Linked DNA regions of Mus musculus: all the other regions are linked to region 2. A link is a contact called in public HiCAR-type and promoter capture Hi-C data. All regions are on one chromosome and are shown on one strand. Each heading gives the region's core, a stretch centred on a gene start, on an enhancer-like site or on the middle of the called end of the contact. The rest is flanking DNA. Distances are from core to core; before and after follow the strand shown. Region 1 holds the start of 1810058I24Rik (RIKEN cDNA 1810058I24 gene). Region 2 holds the start of Trim24 (tripartite motif-containing 24). Region 3 holds the start of Ssbp1 (single-stranded DNA binding protein 1). Region 4 holds the start of Wdr91 (WD repeat domain 91). Region 5 holds the start of Cnot4 (CCR4-NOT transcription complex, subunit 4). Region 6 holds the start of Agk (acylglycerol kinase).

What was found. Promoter capture Hi-C pulls out the DNA fragments that hold promoters and counts their contacts. HiCAR-type assays count read pairs that join an accessible place to other places.
Region 1: a HiCAR-type map of astrocytes shows a contact between it and region 2, with 5 times the contacts expected there. The contact joins the promoter of 1810058I24Rik here to the promoter of Trim24 in region 2. A contact is called at or near these places in 2 of 39 promoter capture datasets (hippocampal neurons and liver) and 2 of 115 datasets of contacts at active chromatin or transcription factors (astrocytes and embryonic forebrain).
Region 3: a contact with region 2 is called in a promoter capture Hi-C map of pre-B cells, with 5 times the contacts expected there. The contact joins the promoter of Ssbp1 here to the promoter of Trim24 in region 2. A contact is called at or near these places in 1 of 39 promoter capture datasets (pre-B cells) and 1 of 484 Hi-C or Micro-C datasets (CD4 T cells).
Region 4: a promoter capture Hi-C map of liver shows a contact between it and region 2, with 5 times the contacts expected there. The contact joins the promoter of Wdr91 here to the promoter of Trim24 in region 2. A contact is called at or near these places in 2 of 39 promoter capture datasets (liver and pre-B cells).
Region 5: a promoter capture Hi-C map of pre-B cells shows a contact between it and region 2, with 6 times the contacts expected there. The contact joins the promoter of Cnot4 here to the promoter of Trim24 in region 2. A contact is called at or near these places in 4 of 39 promoter capture datasets (hippocampal neurons, liver and pre-B cells) and 1 of 115 datasets of contacts at active chromatin or transcription factors (astrocytes).
Region 6: a promoter capture Hi-C map of pre-B cells shows a contact between it and region 2, with 8 times the contacts expected there. The contact joins the promoter of Agk here to the promoter of Trim24 in region 2.

The regions. Positions count from the first base shown.
Region 1 is chr6:35,251,454-35,254,153 of GRCm38.p6, forward strand. 1810058I24Rik (RIKEN cDNA 1810058I24 gene) reads left to right here and starts at 1,257. Exons shown (of 3, transcript NM_001384235.1): 1 at 1,257-1,329. The coding sequence starts at 1,315.
Region 2 is chr6:37,869,431-37,872,130 of GRCm38.p6, forward strand. Trim24 (tripartite motif-containing 24) reads left to right here and starts at 1,381. Exons shown (of 19, transcript NM_145076.4): 1 at 1,381-2,044. The coding sequence starts at 1,681.
Region 3 is chr6:40,470,031-40,472,730 of GRCm38.p6, forward strand. Ssbp1 (single-stranded DNA binding protein 1) reads left to right here and starts at 1,385. Exons shown (of 6, transcript NM_028358.2): 1 at 1,385-1,429; 2 at 2,041-2,103. The coding sequence starts at 2,080.
Region 4 is chr6:34,909,395-34,912,094 of GRCm38.p6, forward strand. It overlaps Wdr91 (WD repeat domain 91), which reads right to left and starts at 1,437. Exons shown (of 15, transcript NM_001013366.1): 1 at 1,303-1,437; 2 at 1-146. The coding sequence starts at 1,425.
Region 5 is chr6:35,132,368-35,135,067 of GRCm38.p6, forward strand. Cnot4 (CCR4-NOT transcription complex, subunit 4) reads right to left here and starts at 1,370. Exons shown (of 12, transcript NM_001164413.1): 1 at 1,135-1,370. It overlaps Gm33046 (a long non-coding RNA gene), which reads left to right and starts at 1,164. Exons shown (of 5, transcript XR_868974.2): 1 at 1,164-1,335; 2 at 1,881-2,203.
Region 6 is chr6:40,324,114-40,326,813 of GRCm38.p6, forward strand. Agk (acylglycerol kinase) reads left to right here and starts at 1,365. Exons shown (of 16, transcript NM_023538.2): 1 at 1,365-1,417.

The DNA.
Region 1 (2,700 bases), core at 7-2,506, 2.6 Mb before region 2:
GTTAGGGTTTTACTTTTGTGAGGAGACACCATGACCAAGACAACTCTTAGAAATGACAACATTTAATTGGGGCTGGCTTACAGGTTCAGAGTTTCAGTCCATTGTCACCAAAGTGGAAGCATGGCAGTATCCAGGCAGGCATGGTGCTGGCAGAGCTGAGAGTTCTACATCTTCATCTGAAGGAAGCCAGAGAGCATCCTCAAGCTGCTAGGAGGAAGATTTCCAAGTCCATCCCCACAGTGACACATTTCCTCCAACAAGGCCACACCTTCTAATAGTGCCACTCCCTGGGACGAGCATATGTAAACCATCACAGTTCAGGTAACCAAAATGGCTGGATTATATAGGGAAAAGCCTCATCGGGAAAAGCAGCCCAGCCCCTGAACTGGTGAGTTTAGGGTAGAGGGCTGCATGTGCCAGCCACACCCTGTAACAGGCCGGGACTGAGGGATGCTGGCGAGGACCAGGAGGCCAGGTCCACTTTGATATGTTAAGTAGTCCTCTGCCATTGTCCCAGGGTTAACAGCCCCACTAGGCGCAGCTGATTTGTTTTTCTGTTATTTGAAGCCAGAGTACCCCTTAACTAGATAAAGGTCAATTCCAAAGACTGAGAGCAACATGAGAAGGGTGGTTTCGATGTGCTTGTGTATGTGGGTGACCAGCAGCGCGACCGGACAAGAGTGGATTCATCTTTGGCTCCTGCATGGTAGATGATTCGCGCTCCACTTGAGGAGGAAGTAAACTTCAGATAGGTTGCTGGTGGCTGCCAGCAATCGCTACTTGGATCCAGTCGTGCCAGACTCCGCAGACCTCTCTCCATCATCTATCACGTGGCTGAGGACTACCCTTAACTAGGCTGCATAGCACACTTGTGGGCTTTTGTGAAATGGAACCTTTTCCCCCTTTTCGTCTGAGAGTCGGCTGTGGTGGAGATTAGTGTGGACTTCATAAAGGCTCCCAGGAGAGTGAGTTGTTCACTTGGCATGGCACCCGCTACCTCACCCCCACCCTGGTTTAGTAGGTAACACAGCCACGTCTGACTGTATTAATACAATTGCCAGCGTCCTTGTCACCCGGAGGCTTTGGTTCAAAGAGGCCTAGGTTTGCACCTCGCCCTCTTGCTTCCCGAGATGGCCGTCAGAGGGCGCTGCGGCTCCGCGAGTCGCTTCCGGGAATGGAGAGGGCGGGGCAGGGCGGGGCGGGGCGTAAACCGGAACCTGGCAGCGGGTTCCGCCCTCGCGCCGGGGAGGAGTCCCGGAGCCGAGCTGGAGCTGGAGCACCTCTCACACCCTCCTCGCCCTCCCCACCGACATCATGCTCCAGTTCCTGGTGAGTGGGGCCTCGGAGGATCGGGCCTCGCGGTCGCCTCGTTCCCCCGGGGTCCCGGGTCGGCGGTGCACGGCTCTGCAGTTGGGGCTCGTCGCCCTCGGGTTTGCTCGCGCAGTTTTCCTCTGGCCTCCTCCTAAGTCCTTGGGTCTTTGCCTGGGTTTGTTTATATGTAGTCCTTCAAGTTCCGAAAACTTTGGGGTGTCAGTGATATGACTGCGTTTTCAAAAAACCACTTACTGTGAGCTCTTGGCGAAATCTTCGCGGTAAGTTGGGTCGGAGGAGTCATCAAGATGACTTGGCTCCTGTCCTCTCCACGCGACTTCCCGTAGACCCCCATCTATTATATACGGCTTATTTGAGGCCTCAGAGTGCCTTTCACACGCCGTGCATTAGTCAGCCACATCACGAGGTCGCAGCGAGAGATCCACAGTGCCCTCCCTCTTCAGACCTTTACAGATTGCCCGCTTTGAGGAGTGAGTCAGACTGCCCTGCGAGTAACTCTTGTAAAAACCTGCCCCTCCCCACACCCTTTCAAGTCTCCTTTTTGAGTTAACACGTTTTTCTGGCAAAAATCAAGTATTTCTAAAATTGCCTGTTGAGGATTCTAGGAAACTTGCCAGTCAAATTTTCAGATGAAAGTTTTCAAACACTTTCAGATGAAAGCGTTTCATCTTCGAATTCTAATAAAGCAGATATCTTCTTTCTTTCCCACGGTCAGTGGCTACCTGGTGCTCCGAGAATGAGTATTGTTTACATAAAACTGCCCTACAAAGACTCAGTTGCCTCTGGGGTTTCTCTAGTGTCCTAACTAGGCCTTAGTTTAGGAGGTAGGAGTAATTAGCAGTAATTTACTTGTTAGGAATCACTTTTAAAAGCAGCATCAGCCAGCTAGTGTAAGGTGATAGGATTGGCCCTTCCACTGCATTTGCTGTTCATTGATAAGCAGGGAGAACATTAAATCGATTACACTTAACCTTTTAAGTGCTTTGCTGAATGAGGCTACCTGGTGCGGGACTAGCGCTCTGTACTTAAACATGGGTTTTGATTGGAAAATTCAAAATTTTCAACATTTATGGAGAGATGCTGAAGCCGACCATTAGATGCTTAGCTAGGATGTAACTGATGTTCCTTCTCTTGCCCTGGGTCTGTCTCCTCTTCATTGCTTTTGTTGGGAAAAGTGGAATCAGATGTACAGAGATGGAATCAACTTTCCTCTTGTGGAACTTGGTCAAACACTGCTAGTTTCTGCAAATCTTGCTTTTTACATTAGCCGTTTCAACTGTTTTCTAAATGGTTAAGAGTTTAGACCCTATCTTTAATCTCAAGGTGTGTGTGTATGTGTGTGTGTTGGGGACGTGGGGTTGGGTGGGT
Region 2 (2,700 bases), core at 131-2,630:
CAGTGTTCTTCCCCCAAATTCCTGGCCCATAGTGCAGTAGTTCCAGATTCCCCACGAGATTCTCCAGGATTTCTGTCTATTCTGTCTCAGAAACTCCCAACCTTCTCTTTGTCTTCTCTTTTCTTTTGGGTGTTAGCCTAATACACAGTCTCTGATAGTTTCGGCTTCCTTACTCTTTCTCTAAAGCTCCCCTCCATGTGGCTGCTGTAACCATGTGGCTGTTTAACACAAATGGCATGGCATCTCTTCCACTTCTCCATCTTCCTCTGGGCAGCTGCTGAGATTTACAGCTTGCCTGCATTGGTTTTTTTCTTTCTTTTCTTTTAAACTCTAATAAAATTTCCTCCAGCTTCTTTTGAGGCTCTTCTTAAATTCTTTTATTAATGAGACTAAGAACCTCAAGAGGGGACTCTGATTTCCCTAGTAACAGGTGGCACTTCCCATGGGACTCCCCAGAATTTCCGGTAACAAGCACGGGAGAAGGAAGACATGAAATATAATACTGAAACTCTAAAACCAGAATTGAGGTCCCCCCCCCCCCTTTTGAGACAGGCTTTTACACTGACTAAAACCTAGAATAACTTTGAATTTGTAGTGATTTTCCTGCCTTTGCCTCTGGAGTATTAGTATAGGTGTGTGCTACCACGTCTGCCTTTTTTTTTTTTTTAAGAGTTTAATATTCAGGTACTATGGACACTTGCAGATCATTTATTTAGTCCTCAAAAAAATTAACTGCTTTTATTCATTTAAGAAGCAAAATTAATTTCACCCTTTTCCATTGAGGTCTTTTAAAGTTCCGACAAATTTGTAATTTCTCCCCCTTTACATCATTCTCATTAATTCATCACAGAGATAAATTCAGGCCACAAAAAGAGTAAAGCTGCCTGCACACTCCCCCTTTCACACAATGTGGGCTCATACAACCCGGTTTTGGGTCTCTTCTCGTTTGCACGTAACTTACTTCTTCATCCTCCCGTGGCCCTCCCACGATCTTACTCCTTTACCCATTTAAGTCTCCAGTAGTAAAAGCAGTTTTCCAAGCAGTTTCTTAATTAATCAGGCTGGGTAGACTGGGCAGAGCCCCCGCCCCTTGGGCGGGGCCATAGCGGCGGGCGGAACCCGATGCCTGCTCTGGCTCCTTAACAAATGATTCCTTTACAATCTACAGAAGAGAGACACACACACAGCGAGCCAATCAGCGGCCGCGGTCCTCGCGTCCGGCGGGGCTAGCCCCGCCCACTCCCAACCTCCCGCGGGGGCCGTCCGAGCCTCGCGGGCTTCTGCAGACCCCGCCCCCTGGGCAGGCGCGGCGGTCATTGGATGGCGCTCGGCTCGCAGTCGCCGCGGTTGCTGGGAGAGGGAGGTGGGGGCGGGGCCCGCGGTGGTCCAAGGGGCCCGAGAGAAAGGCTGCTAGGCACGGGCGGGCGCGCTGGGCGGAATCGAGCGTCTCGGTGGCGGTTTGCCTATCGGCCCGCGCGGCGGCGTCGCGGTGCGGGAACCGGTCCCCGTTGACAGCTCCGCGTCTTCCGGCCGCGCCACTCGGGAGGTGGCTTCCTCCCTGTGCTCCCTCCGCGAGTCCGTTCGGCCTCGGAGAAGCGGGAGGCGGCGGCGGCTGCGGAGGTCGTCGGGGGCGGCGGGCGGTGAGCGCGCTCCCGCTTCCCCGGCGGCGGCCGCAGGACAATGGAGGTGGCTGTGGAGAAGGCGGCGGCGGCAGCGGCTCCGGCCGGAGGCCCCGCAGCGGCGGCGCCGAGCGGGGAGAATGAGGCCGAGAGCCGGCAGGGCCCGGACTCGGAGAGCGGCGGCGAGGCGTCCCGGCTCAACCTGTTGGACACTTGCGCCGTGTGCCACCAGAACATCCAGAGCCGGGTGCCCAAGCTGCTGCCCTGCCTGCACTCGTTCTGCCAGCGCTGTTTGCCCGCGCCGCAGCGCTATCTCATGCTGACGGCGCCCGCGCTGGGCTCGGCAGAGACCCCTCCACCCGCTCCCGCCCCCGCCCCCGCCCCGGGCTCCCCGGCCGGTGGTCCTTCGCCATTCGCCACCCAAGGTGAGAGGGGCCCGCGAGGTGGCGGGCGCGACCCGCTGTCACGCGGCTGGGGAGGGGGTGAAATGGGCCCGCGCCGGCTGAGCGACTCGGCGGTCCCTCACTTTTGCAGAGCTCTGACGGTTGTGGCGAGTTAGCTGCTCTCTGCTCCTCCGCAAAGCTTTGTCCGGGTGCATATGATCTGGATCAGCTCGTGTACACCCGGGTTATGCGAGCCGGAGGGGGGAGGAAGGGATGGAGATGAAGTGATGGGGATTTTCTTTGATGATTGATTGCAGATTGGCTGCCGTCTGTTTCGAATCTTGTGCGTTCCGGGCTTTTTACCTTAATGAGTTCCCTCTCTGTCCCCTCCGTAGGGGACAAAGGAACCGGGATAAGTTGTTTTGTTGTCTGCTGCTTTCGGAGATTTTATTTCGAGCGATTCGATAAACGATAGAAAGTAAATAGACTTCCAAAGTGTTTTGTATGCCGTAGTTGGAAGTTACTTTCTCTTTTGTGGTGTTATTGGGTAATTAGTTTTTGACAGGTAGTTTCCTTTGCTTATGTTACCAGGTTTAAATCGTTGAAAGTGATTTGAAGTGCAGTAATTATTTCTGGGAGAACACTTGAAGTTTTTAACTTTTAATATTGCAAATATTTGGGCAAATTGACGTCTTTAA
Region 3 (2,700 bases), core at 135-2,634, 2.6 Mb after region 2:
CCCCCCCCCCTCCTAAAATCAGAAAGAATGGACCTTAGGAGGCAGTGTGTCTGTTTGAATGGTTTGGAGTTCCCTTCTGTCTAACACTGGAGCCCCACTGAATCTTGTTGCCTTGGGTTCCTTAATTTGTAGGATTCATAAGTGCGTTACTTCACTAGGGCCAGGATTAGGGTAAACAACATAGGATTTAGAGGAGCAAAAGAAAGTCAGCAATCAAAAGAAAAGATGTCTCAATGCAGTATTTTGGAAATGTTAAAACTAAGAAATTTTACTATGAACATGATATTACCAAATACAAGATCAACAAGCTTAAGTTACTTGAGATTGTTTAAGACTGTCACTGAGTGCTGGATGTGATGGCACATGCCTTTAATCACAGCACTAGGGAGGTAGATGCAGCAAGGGGAATCTCTGGGAGTTAGAGACAAGCCTGGTCTGGTCTACATGAGATCCAAGTTTCAGGCCAGCCAGGGATACACAGCGAGACAGTGTCTTTTTTCTTTTCTCTTTCTCTCTCTCTCTCTCTCTCTCTCTCTCTCTCTCTCTCTCTCTCTTTCTTTCTTTTAAGCTTTTCCATCTAGAATAACTGCCAAAGATGTAGAATTGAAACACAAAATGAAAAAAAAAAATCTAAAAAATACTGATCAGTTTCTTTCTATAAAAGTAAAATCTTAATTACACTTTGCTTTAAAATAAAGCAACGTTTTGACTTTTAACACTTCTTCAAAATGTTTTGGAATTTCATAAACTTTTAATGTTTTAGGGAAAACATATATACAAATACATAATATAAGGGCGCATTTCTCTTGTGCCTTAGGCACAGTTTGGGACCGGTACTTAATAAAGATGTTAAAAATTTTGCTCCTCACGTGTTTCTTGAATTTTTTGACTTAACATGTTAACATATCTAGATCACCGAGGTTTTGACAGCAATTAATTCTTCAGTCTTACTGCATTAGGAGACTTGTGTCGGTTTTAGTTCCTCCAGGGGCTCAAATATGTTTTATTTCACCTACCTCACTCCCTTTCCCAGGCTGGGAACATCAAATAATTTCAATTTAGGGCTGGGAATAGAGTTCTGGCCAGAGTTTGGTTAGCCAGTGCGGGGCCACTACCGGAGCGAGGGTGGAGATCAGGAAAAACAAAACAAAACAAAAAACCCCAACAACCAAACTAAACCAAACCAAACAACAAAAAAACAAAACCAAAATCGTAAAACTACCCACAGGTGGCATCGTTGATCCGCCCACTTCCGCCTGGACAGAAGTTCCTGGCACTTCTAAATTGAGGGGTCGTGTTTCCGGCGACATCAGCCGGCGGCATTTCAACGACGCACTTCAGAGATTTCCTGTCTTTCCTTGCATCTCGCGAGCTTTGCGGGCTCCGTGCGCCGGAAGCGAGCCGCTGGCGGTCGGGCTCTGCGTGTCCGGTGAGGGAGGGGAGAAGGCTGGCACGAAGTTGTGTTTCCCGAGTGCACGGGCGCGTGCGGGGCTCGGGAGGAGTTGTGCGGCTCCTCGCTGGAGTCCGAGTGTCCCCCGCCGTTCCCTGTGCTGCTCGCGAGCGCCACTTTGGGGGAAGAGCAGCCTCTTGCCCCCGCGGCGAGGCTGGGGAGCCGGGCTTACTCAGCGCTAACGGGGACGAAGGCACTGATTTGCGTCCTTTCGGAGTAGCGTTTACTGTGCCCGCACTGTTTGTAGAGACAGTTTTAGGGGTCTAGAATAACAGAACAAGTTGGAAAAAAAAATGTCCGAGACAACTTCTATTGTAAAGAAATCTAGCAGACAATGGATTGCAAGTGAGAACAGGTTTTTCCCCTCTTTTCTGCTGGTTGAGACCCAGAACCACAGAGTTTCTTTTGTCTCGCTCAGTTTTTGTTTTCAAAAAGAAAGGAACTCCCCACACGTGCAAAAAATGCGGTTGCAAATTGGGTGCACGAGAAGCTGGACGCGCTTAGGATTTAGGACTAGAGAGCATGTGTGTTCTTGATGGATACTGTAGTTTCTTGATTTATCATTTTTCTCTTTTCTTTCTTTCCTTTAGGAAAAGCCTAAAGATTAGGTTGTAAGAAAAACAGAAGCCATGTTTCGAAGACCTGTGTTACAGGTAGTCACTTTTCTACATTAGTGAGTGCTCCAACCGTGTTTCCATAGTCTATAGCCATGTTTTGTTTTGTTGCTTTTCGATTTTGCATACATAAGCACGAGATTCTTACGCCTATCCAGCGTGTTCTATGTGTTTATTTGATGTGGGAGATTCAGAAGGGATTTTGTGTGTGTGTGTGTTTATGTGTGTGTGAAGCTCATAATGTTTACTGAATCAAAAATGATTTTTAAAGTGTATTCGCATATGTAGTACACCTCATGAATTTAATTTAGTAAATATTTGTTACCAGTGCTTAGATCAGAGTATTCATTTAATTATGTAAGTTATTATTATCATTTTTGTTTTGCTGTTTTTGAGACAGCCACTCATAGTTAAGACTATCTTGAGACTCACTGTTAGGCTGAGATGACCAAGAACCTTCCTCCTCCTGCTTCTACTTTGTCACCGATGGTATTTCAGGCCTGCCCCATCGCACCTGATTTCTTCTAACCTTGTCCCATATGGCTCTGGTCTTTTATGACCTTCTGGCCCCTCTCCTCCCCACTCCCATCTTGCTATCCAGAGAGCAGAGCTCACTTCTTGCCACAAATTCATGAC
Region 4 (2,700 bases), core at 187-2,686, 3.0 Mb before region 2:
CTGGTTTTCAGTTTGTTGATGGTAGGTCGATAGATATCCTCCAAGCGGCTGAAGAGCCTGCGTTCCAGGTAGCTCCAATAATCCCGAAGGGCAGCCAAGTCGTAAACCTGCATCAACTGTTGCAGCTGGTCCACAATCTTGTCCACCTGAGGGGAGACAGACAGAAGGAAATTCTCACCTCACTATACATCGTATAGTTTCATCTTCTTCCTATGGCTCCCAGATGTAAAAACATATAGTCCAGTTGGCAATCTATAAAATCCCCAAGATATGTTAGCATACTAGCTTTCAAGTTATTTTCTCATGCTAGATACAGGACTTGGTGCTCTGGCAAGCTCGGAAATTCCAGAAAGCAAGAGCTTTGGCTCCAGGTGTTGAGTCTCCTTGACCAACTTGGCAATGTCACTTCAACAGCAGTCTTGATTGCCTCACACTGTAAAAATAAGTAAGAGCCAATGAGCCAGAGACAATTGCCAGGGTCCTCGTCCCAGCTCCACAGTTTCTGAATTCCAAGAGACACAGTGATTACTGGCTCCCTGCGGGTCATCAGAGTCCCACCTGAGCCTCAGTGGCTGCTGCCTTCAGTCAAAGACAATCACACCATGACAGTGTTTTGAATACCACTGCTGTCTGGAGTAGGGAAATGCTTTGCTTTGCCACCAAGCAACCAATAAACTCGAAAGGTAGAAACCAATATCCTAACTTCCTTCTGATGCGCCAACAACTAGCTCACCACCTCCCTCAATCCATCTGCCCAAGACCAATTTAACTCTGTACGTGCAAACATACAAATCATAAGCAAAGAAATCCCAAGCGCCTCTCAGTGGAAACTAGTATCAGAGAACTTTGTGCTTCAAAGCAGAAGGGAATCTTCCAATGATTCCCTGATGCCATTCTTACAATCTACCTCCCAGACCTGAACCCAGTCTTCTGGGCGCAGCCCCCTTTGCTCCCGCTTCTTCCATCAAAATTCAGACTTGCGCTCAACCATGGCTCTTAAAGTGTTGTAACCACGCCGGCCAGCCATTGGCTAGCACCTGCTGAGAGGCTGGCATGGAGTGAAGCCCTGTACCGGGAACCAGGGACCTGAGTCCCGATGCTCCTGACTCACTCACTGAGCAACTTCGGGCATGTCACGACCATCTCCGGCCCTCAGTTCCTCCTATGTCAAGCGAGGGCCAGACCGGAGACGCCTTCAGTCCCCTACCATGCAGTGACAGCGCCGCCCTCGCCCCGGAGGGCAGGGTTGGAGCAGGAGGCCCGCCCCCCGAGCCGCCTCCGCCGCCCCTGCCGACCCCTCACCCGGAACCCCTTCTCTTTGTCCGCCTTGATCTCCGCATCCAGCTGCCGCAGTGTGTGCGTGAAGCCACGGAAGAGCAGGTACTCCCGGACCAGCTCGTCTGTGCGCTCCACCGCCTCCGCCATCGCTGCGCGCGCGCGCTGCAAAAGACCCGAGCCGCTCAGGGCGGAGGGGCGGGGCTTGGAGCGACGGGGCGGAGCCTATCTCGGGCGCCTCGTACGTCACGCCACGCCCAACCTACCAACCTTGCGCTCCGCCCCGCCCCGCAGGCGCCCCGCCCATCTCCCCCTGTAGCCCCGCCCCTCCCTACTCTCAGCCAGCTCCCGGGCGTCTCGGCTTGCTGAAGTTTTCTGGTGATACAGAGTGTGTCCTGAGTTGCTAACACTGATGCCTCGATCCAAGTAAAGTAAAGCTGGACCTTGCGAACCTTCCACATATTCACAGGGCGGGGAGGGAGTGATGTTCCCAGCTTATTGGCATGACACTGCAGAATCTTTTGTCCTCTATCCTCCTCTTACAAAAGGAGAAAACTCGAGCCCCAACAGGTAAAGTGGCCAGTGTGAAGTCAACTCATAAAAGTCCAGCTTGGACCTCTTTTCTTTTCTTTTCTTTTCTTTTCTTTTCTTTTCTTTTCTTTTCTTTTCCTTTCCTTTCCTTTCCTTTCCTTTCCTTTCCTTTCTTTTCTTTTCTTTTCTTTTCTTTTCTTTTCTTTTCTTTTCTTTTCCTTCTTTTTTGGCCAGGGCCTCACACACGCTAGGCAAGCACCCTACCGCTGAGCTGCTTTTGGGTTTTGTCACAGTCTCACTAAATTGACCACACAGATCTTGAACTTGCAATAAAAAAAAAATCCCCACCACCAGTCCTGTCTAGCCCTGAGTTCCTGAGTAAGAAGGGTAAACTATACCAACCAAGATGTACCACTTAGAGAAATTTTAAAAAAGGCAAGTTTCAGAAGGGTGTGACCTATGGTCCCAGTTTCTTGTTAGTTTTTTCAATTAATTGTGGTTTTGTGAACAGTTTTTAAACTCAGGAAAATTGTAAAACAACCTATATTTTATTCTCTGAAGGACTTCCAGTTCCTTTTGCCTTCTTTCTTTTTCTTGTTTAGAAAATTATTTGAAGTTTTTACAAGGCATACATACACATTTTGCCTTATTTCTTCATCTTTGAGAGAGCACTGATAATGTCCACCAGGCACAGTCATAATGACGATTTGATAAGATAGTGCATGAAGACCAGGCGTGGTGGTGTATACTCTGGAGACAGAGCTAGGCAGGTCTCTGTGAGTTCAAGGCCAGCCATTCTTAATTAAAAAAAAAAAAAAAAAGCCGGGCATGGTGGTGCACGCCTTTAATCCCAACACTCGGGAGGCAGAGGCAGGCGGATTTCTGAGTTCGAGG
Region 5 (2,700 bases), core at 120-2,619, 2.7 Mb before region 2:
CAAAATACCATCTGTATTTATTTGCATGTGGTGTTCGGGGATGAAGTGTGTGTGTGCGCGCTAGATTCACCTGGTTTTGAAATTCTAAGCTGATCTTTATGGGTATAATCAGAGACAACATCAAGTGTCCTGAGGAATGGCAATTCAGGAGAATGCTGAGTAGCACGGAGAAGGTCGAAAATGAAAAGAGGGGTAAAAAAGGATAGCAAATGAGCAACAAAAAGATCAAAAAAGCAAAACATTCCTTTCCCGAGTAGCCCGAAGAAAGCTCTTTTCTCTTAACGTTAATAGTCTCCCACTCACTTCATTCACTTCCTAACTTCCTTTACTTTTCAAGGAACAACACGGGGCATCATCTCCCCTATCCTGGAGTGTGTGCTCAAAGAGTCTGCATTGGAAAGAGGGAAGGAACCGACAATTCTCAAGTAGGTTAAGAAACAGGTGGGTTATACGGAGCAACGGAGCAGCAACATGATTTAGATACTCACGAGGTGGCTTTAAGATGACAGATGCGGTTAAAGGAGACTTGCACATCGGAATCAACTCGGGTCTGGCAGACAGACTGGGGGCTGACTGCAAGCACCAGAGGGGAGCAGAGGCTAGATCCAGAGCAGCCTTTCTGGAAGGGATGGGGCAAAAAGGGGCAAAAAAGCCCACCAAGCAGGACGGGTGGGCAGTGAGCAGCAGCACCCGTCAGAGTGGAAATGATGGCTCTGGCTTGGGAGACCGGGGCCAGTAGGAAAGGACGTCAGAGGGGAAAGGAGGCTGGGGAAACAGGAGGACCAAGACCTAAGGATACTGTTGCCAGAAAAATGCGGGGAAAACTGGTGATGAGAAGCCCTCTTGGGTTCTCAATTGAAGAAATTCTCCAAGGAGAGCCGGCGCTCGCTGCCGCGCTGCCTCCAACCCGGCTGCCTTTTCCTGGTGATAACTGCTGTGGCGTAGAGGGGAGAGGGAGGAAGAAGAGGAGGAGGAGGCAGCCAGAGGAGGAGGAGGAGGGTGAAGACGAGGCGGGCGGGGGTGGGGGGGTGGGGAGAAAGGGGGGTGCGGCCTGCACAGTCCCAGCGAAGCCTCCGCTCTCTCGTAGCCGGTCAGCGCCGGGTTTCCCCTAAGCCCAGCCCCGCAGACACTCACCCGCCTGCCTTGCCTCGCTTTTCTCTTAGCCGACTCCACGCGTTGCCGAGTCCTCACAGGAGACCAATGAACGAGAGTCGGCGAAAAAACTCTTCAGAACCGGGCCTGACTGCTTCAGTGAGTCCGACCTTTACGGCTGAGAGAGAGACTCTCAGCTTTCGGTGGGTTCCACGGCTAGACGGGCCACCATCTTACATTAGGGTAAGACTCCTCCGGCCTCCGCTGCGCAGGCGCATGCCGATCCGGCTGGGCGGGGCGGGGGAGGGGCGGGACAAGCGGCAGGCGGGCGAGTGGGAGGTTGCGGCGGACTGGTCCACTGCACCCTGGGAGTTGTAGTCCTCCGATAGTAACCGCCCCGGGGCAGGCCGGGAATTGAAGTCATCACTAGAGAAGGCGCTCGGGAACTCGTTCCTCACGTGGCTACTGGAGCGCCGGCTTTCTTCTTGTTTTGCTTCCTCTTCTGCCCGCGTGTGTGGCTACTGTGTCATGTGGTCGGCGGTTTTCACTAATGTTAGCTGAAATGTAGGAAACCAAAATTCTACGAAACTTAACTGATTCGGAGGAAGCTAGGACGTGTCTTTTTCTGCCCCGCCCGCCATAGATAGGTATCTGACGGGGGCGGTATGGTGGTAGAATCAGGTTGAGCATTGCAAGAGCGCGGGATTTGATCTAGAGTGGGGAGTTGATACTTTTGGAAAAGTGAGCGTTAATTCGTTTCCCGGTCTTTGCACGTCCTTTACCACCAGTACAGCTGAGCTCATCCTCCTTACTGGAAAATCGCCAGTGAAGAAATACCTGAATTGCCATGTGCACATTTCTCAAGAGAACGCGGGCAGTCAGAGTAGCATGAGTTGCTGATGATGTGAAAGCATGTGGACTTACCTGCAAACTGTTGCTGGCTGCACAGAACTCTTCCAGCCTGCACAGAAGTGTGCGTCAGGTTCGCAAACTGCACAAGTAAACACGTCTCAAAGGACATAATACAACCGCAGCCGGTTCGAGCACCGAGAAATTCTAAATAACAAAATCAATTTACTGAACTTCCCGGGTTGCCTCCCAGAACTCTGGTGTAAGTGGCGCTCCTGGAGCGGTCGATTCTGTTTATTGCCTATATTCTTCATCTATTCATATAAGTGCTGAGCTCCTTGGTACCCAGTTCAGTGCCATATGCTGGGAGCATACAACAGAGACCAAAAACACAAATCTGTCCCCATTCTAGGGTGTGTGCATGTAGTGGGGTTTGGAGAAGTGAAAGGAACCAAGTTTTCAAATCCAGGATTAAAATACGTAGGATGGGACTGTGGATGTCACACAGTGGTAGGGCGCTAGTCTGGCACACTTGAGGCCTGAAAGCAAAAGGTTTAAGGGGAGGATTTAAAACAGAAAAGGGAAATGTAAGGAAAGAAATTGAAGTTTTAAAGTCTCAGTCTCGCTGGACGTGGTGACACAAGCCAGGACTCTGAAAGCAGAGGCAGGTGTATCTCTTTGAGTTCAAGGCCAGCTTGGTCTACAAACCATGTCTAGAGGCAGAAAAAAAAAAAAAAAAACCACAAAAAAGGCAACCAG
Region 6 (2,700 bases), core at 115-2,614, 2.5 Mb after region 2:
CCTGACTTCCTTTGATGATGAACAGCAATATGGAAGTGTAAGCTGAATAAACCCTTTCCTCCCCAACTGCTTCTTGGTCATGTTTGTTCGGGAATAGAAACCCTGACTAAGACAAATGGGCTCATGGCTTTATTTTATTTTCTGATTCATAAGTGTCCAACTAACCTATTCTACGGTGGAACGTGTCATTCAGGGCAACTTGAATCTGTGTTCCAAAACCATTGCCATTCATACTTGGCTCAGAATACATTTATTTCCTGTTTCCTAGGGAGACAGCAGTGAAGAAATGTCTATTTTCTCCAGATAGTGACAGGAACAGACCCCGAAGAAATGATTCCACTAAAGTCTAGATTTGTGGATCCATGAATTTGATTGGGGTAGTGAGGAATTACCTATAGGAACATGAGCAACTTAGAGGAGGCAATACCAGTGAAGAAGTTCCCTCAACACTCCTCAGCCCCTCTGGCCCAGTAACCTTTAATTGCTTGTACATCTTGTGGAAGATGGGAGTCCCTAGAGATCAAATATTAGTGGATCCAGTCTTGGGACATCTCAGGCGAGTTCCCATTTGAAGATGTTCCTACTGAAAAACTGTTCCCATTTAAGACAGCAATGTTGTGCCCTCAGGGCAGACTTCTAAGAGTCCTCTTTGCAGCAAAATCTGTTTTATTTTGTTGACATCTTCCTCGCAGTGAAAGGTGGCAAGATAAAAAGTTTTTGTAACTGCCTTGGTGTAAGGCAGCTAACAGGAAGCTTCTCTGCACCTGCCCTTCATCTTCAGCCCAGCGATCTTTATATTTTAACAAGACACATTTTTCTGTTGTCCAACACCCCTGTGGGCTCTCCTGCTGCATGGCTCCCTTTTCTCATAGCTCTTTCTGCCTCCAGCACACAGGCCTAAGGGTTCTGTGATTTTGTGCCTGATTTCCCCAGCCTCAGCCCCACTCCCACCCCACCCTGCTCTTCCGTGCATCCAGACCTGATCATCATCTTCCTGCTCTCTGGAGCTCAAACTTCCGCTCGTTAATTTAACACAGTGCCTCCTCATCTCCCGCCCTGTCGCTGGGTTTTGTTTTATTTTGTTTCATTTACCACTATGCCTTAGCCATTTAATTACTTTCTGATTTAGTTCCAAATCGTAAAACTGTTCTTATTATGTATTGTGAACTTTCCAGAAACGACTGGCTGGCGACAGATGGATAGATGAAAGATTGAATGAACAAGTAATGTGAGAGAAAGGGAAGGGAGGGCGGTGGCTGCTGCGAGCCCATCCCTAGGTCACGGGAGGGCTCGCCCCCGCCTGGCTCGCGCTGCTCCGCGTCGGAACCCGAGAGCAGAGGGAGCGGTTTCCCTGAAAAGAGAGGGAGAGTTTTGTGAGAGCACACAGGAAAGGCCGGGCGCTGAGCGGCGGGCAGCGGTGAGTTCGGGGAGCAAGCTAGGGCCGCGGGATGTGTGTTGTCAGGGTGTGGAGCGCAGCCGCTGGTGGCTGCGTTGAGCAGAGCGTCCGGGGAACCCGCCTGGCGTCCGGGGATCGGCCACGCGGTTGCTGACTGCGGTGGGGCGGGAGGAGGGGAGATTGGGCCGGGCCAGCATGGCGTGCACGCCCGTTGTCCCTGCGAGTCAGGTGTGCCGGTTCGAGTCCCAGAGCCGTCCCTAACCTGTGAACCCCTCAGCTACTTCCCACCTTGGGCTGTGGGGTACTCCGGAACAAAAAAACGGGGCCAGTAATATTTGAACCCTAAAGGGTGGGTCGGTTCATTCGTTCTATTTATTAGGTTCTGCAGATGTGGATGACTAGAATCTGTTCTAAAAAGCTCTTTAGTGAGAAAACCCCTACTTTTCTTGTCAGAAGAGGGTCAGAATTTGAGAGTTTTTGGGTTTGGGGAAAGCCTGTTTGGAAGGCAAAGATATGTTAATTTAGGCATAAAATTTGAGATTTTTAACTGACATTAGTGAGAATGAAAATTTTGGCTACTGAGAAGGGAATATACACTGAATGTATTACAGATTGTGAAGACAAATACAGATTTTATTCACAACTGCTTCACTGCAAAAATTAATGGTGTTTCCCTTTTTCTCTAGGGAAAATGTTAATTGACTTATCCAGGGTCTCACCATCTGTAAACGACAAAGCTAGGATTTCGTTAAGCACCTTGGCCAGTCCTCTTTGCACACTAGGCTGCCTGCATATTTCCCTCATCTTTTAATAATATAGAAAGCATTTAAGACAGGGTGGGCGTGGCTTTTTAAAAAGACAGTCCACTCAGAGTGTTGTCGACTGTCCGATATTCGTTCCATGCCCCTCTCTACTTGGGTGATGTTCCAGCCTTCCAGCAGGTGGAACAGTCTAGAGTCTCCTTAACTGCACACTGTTTCCCCACAAACCTACAATGTAAATCCAAAGCCTTGAAATCACTTAACAATCCGTTGCCCAAGCACAAAACCTGGCTCCGTTTCCTCGTCCTTCACCTCTTGCAATCAGTTGATCATCAAGCCCTGCCCATTTCTATTTCATAAAGACCTCCAAATCATTTGTTGACTCTTGTCTAGAATTTGTGGCAGTCACCCCTCGAATGGCTCCTTTTAGATTTACTTTCAGGTTCTGGCAGTCTGTTTTATATTCTGCACCTCAAATGTGATTGTTATTCATCTGCTAAAAAAAAAAAATCTCAAGTTTTAAACATAATATTGTTTTAAACA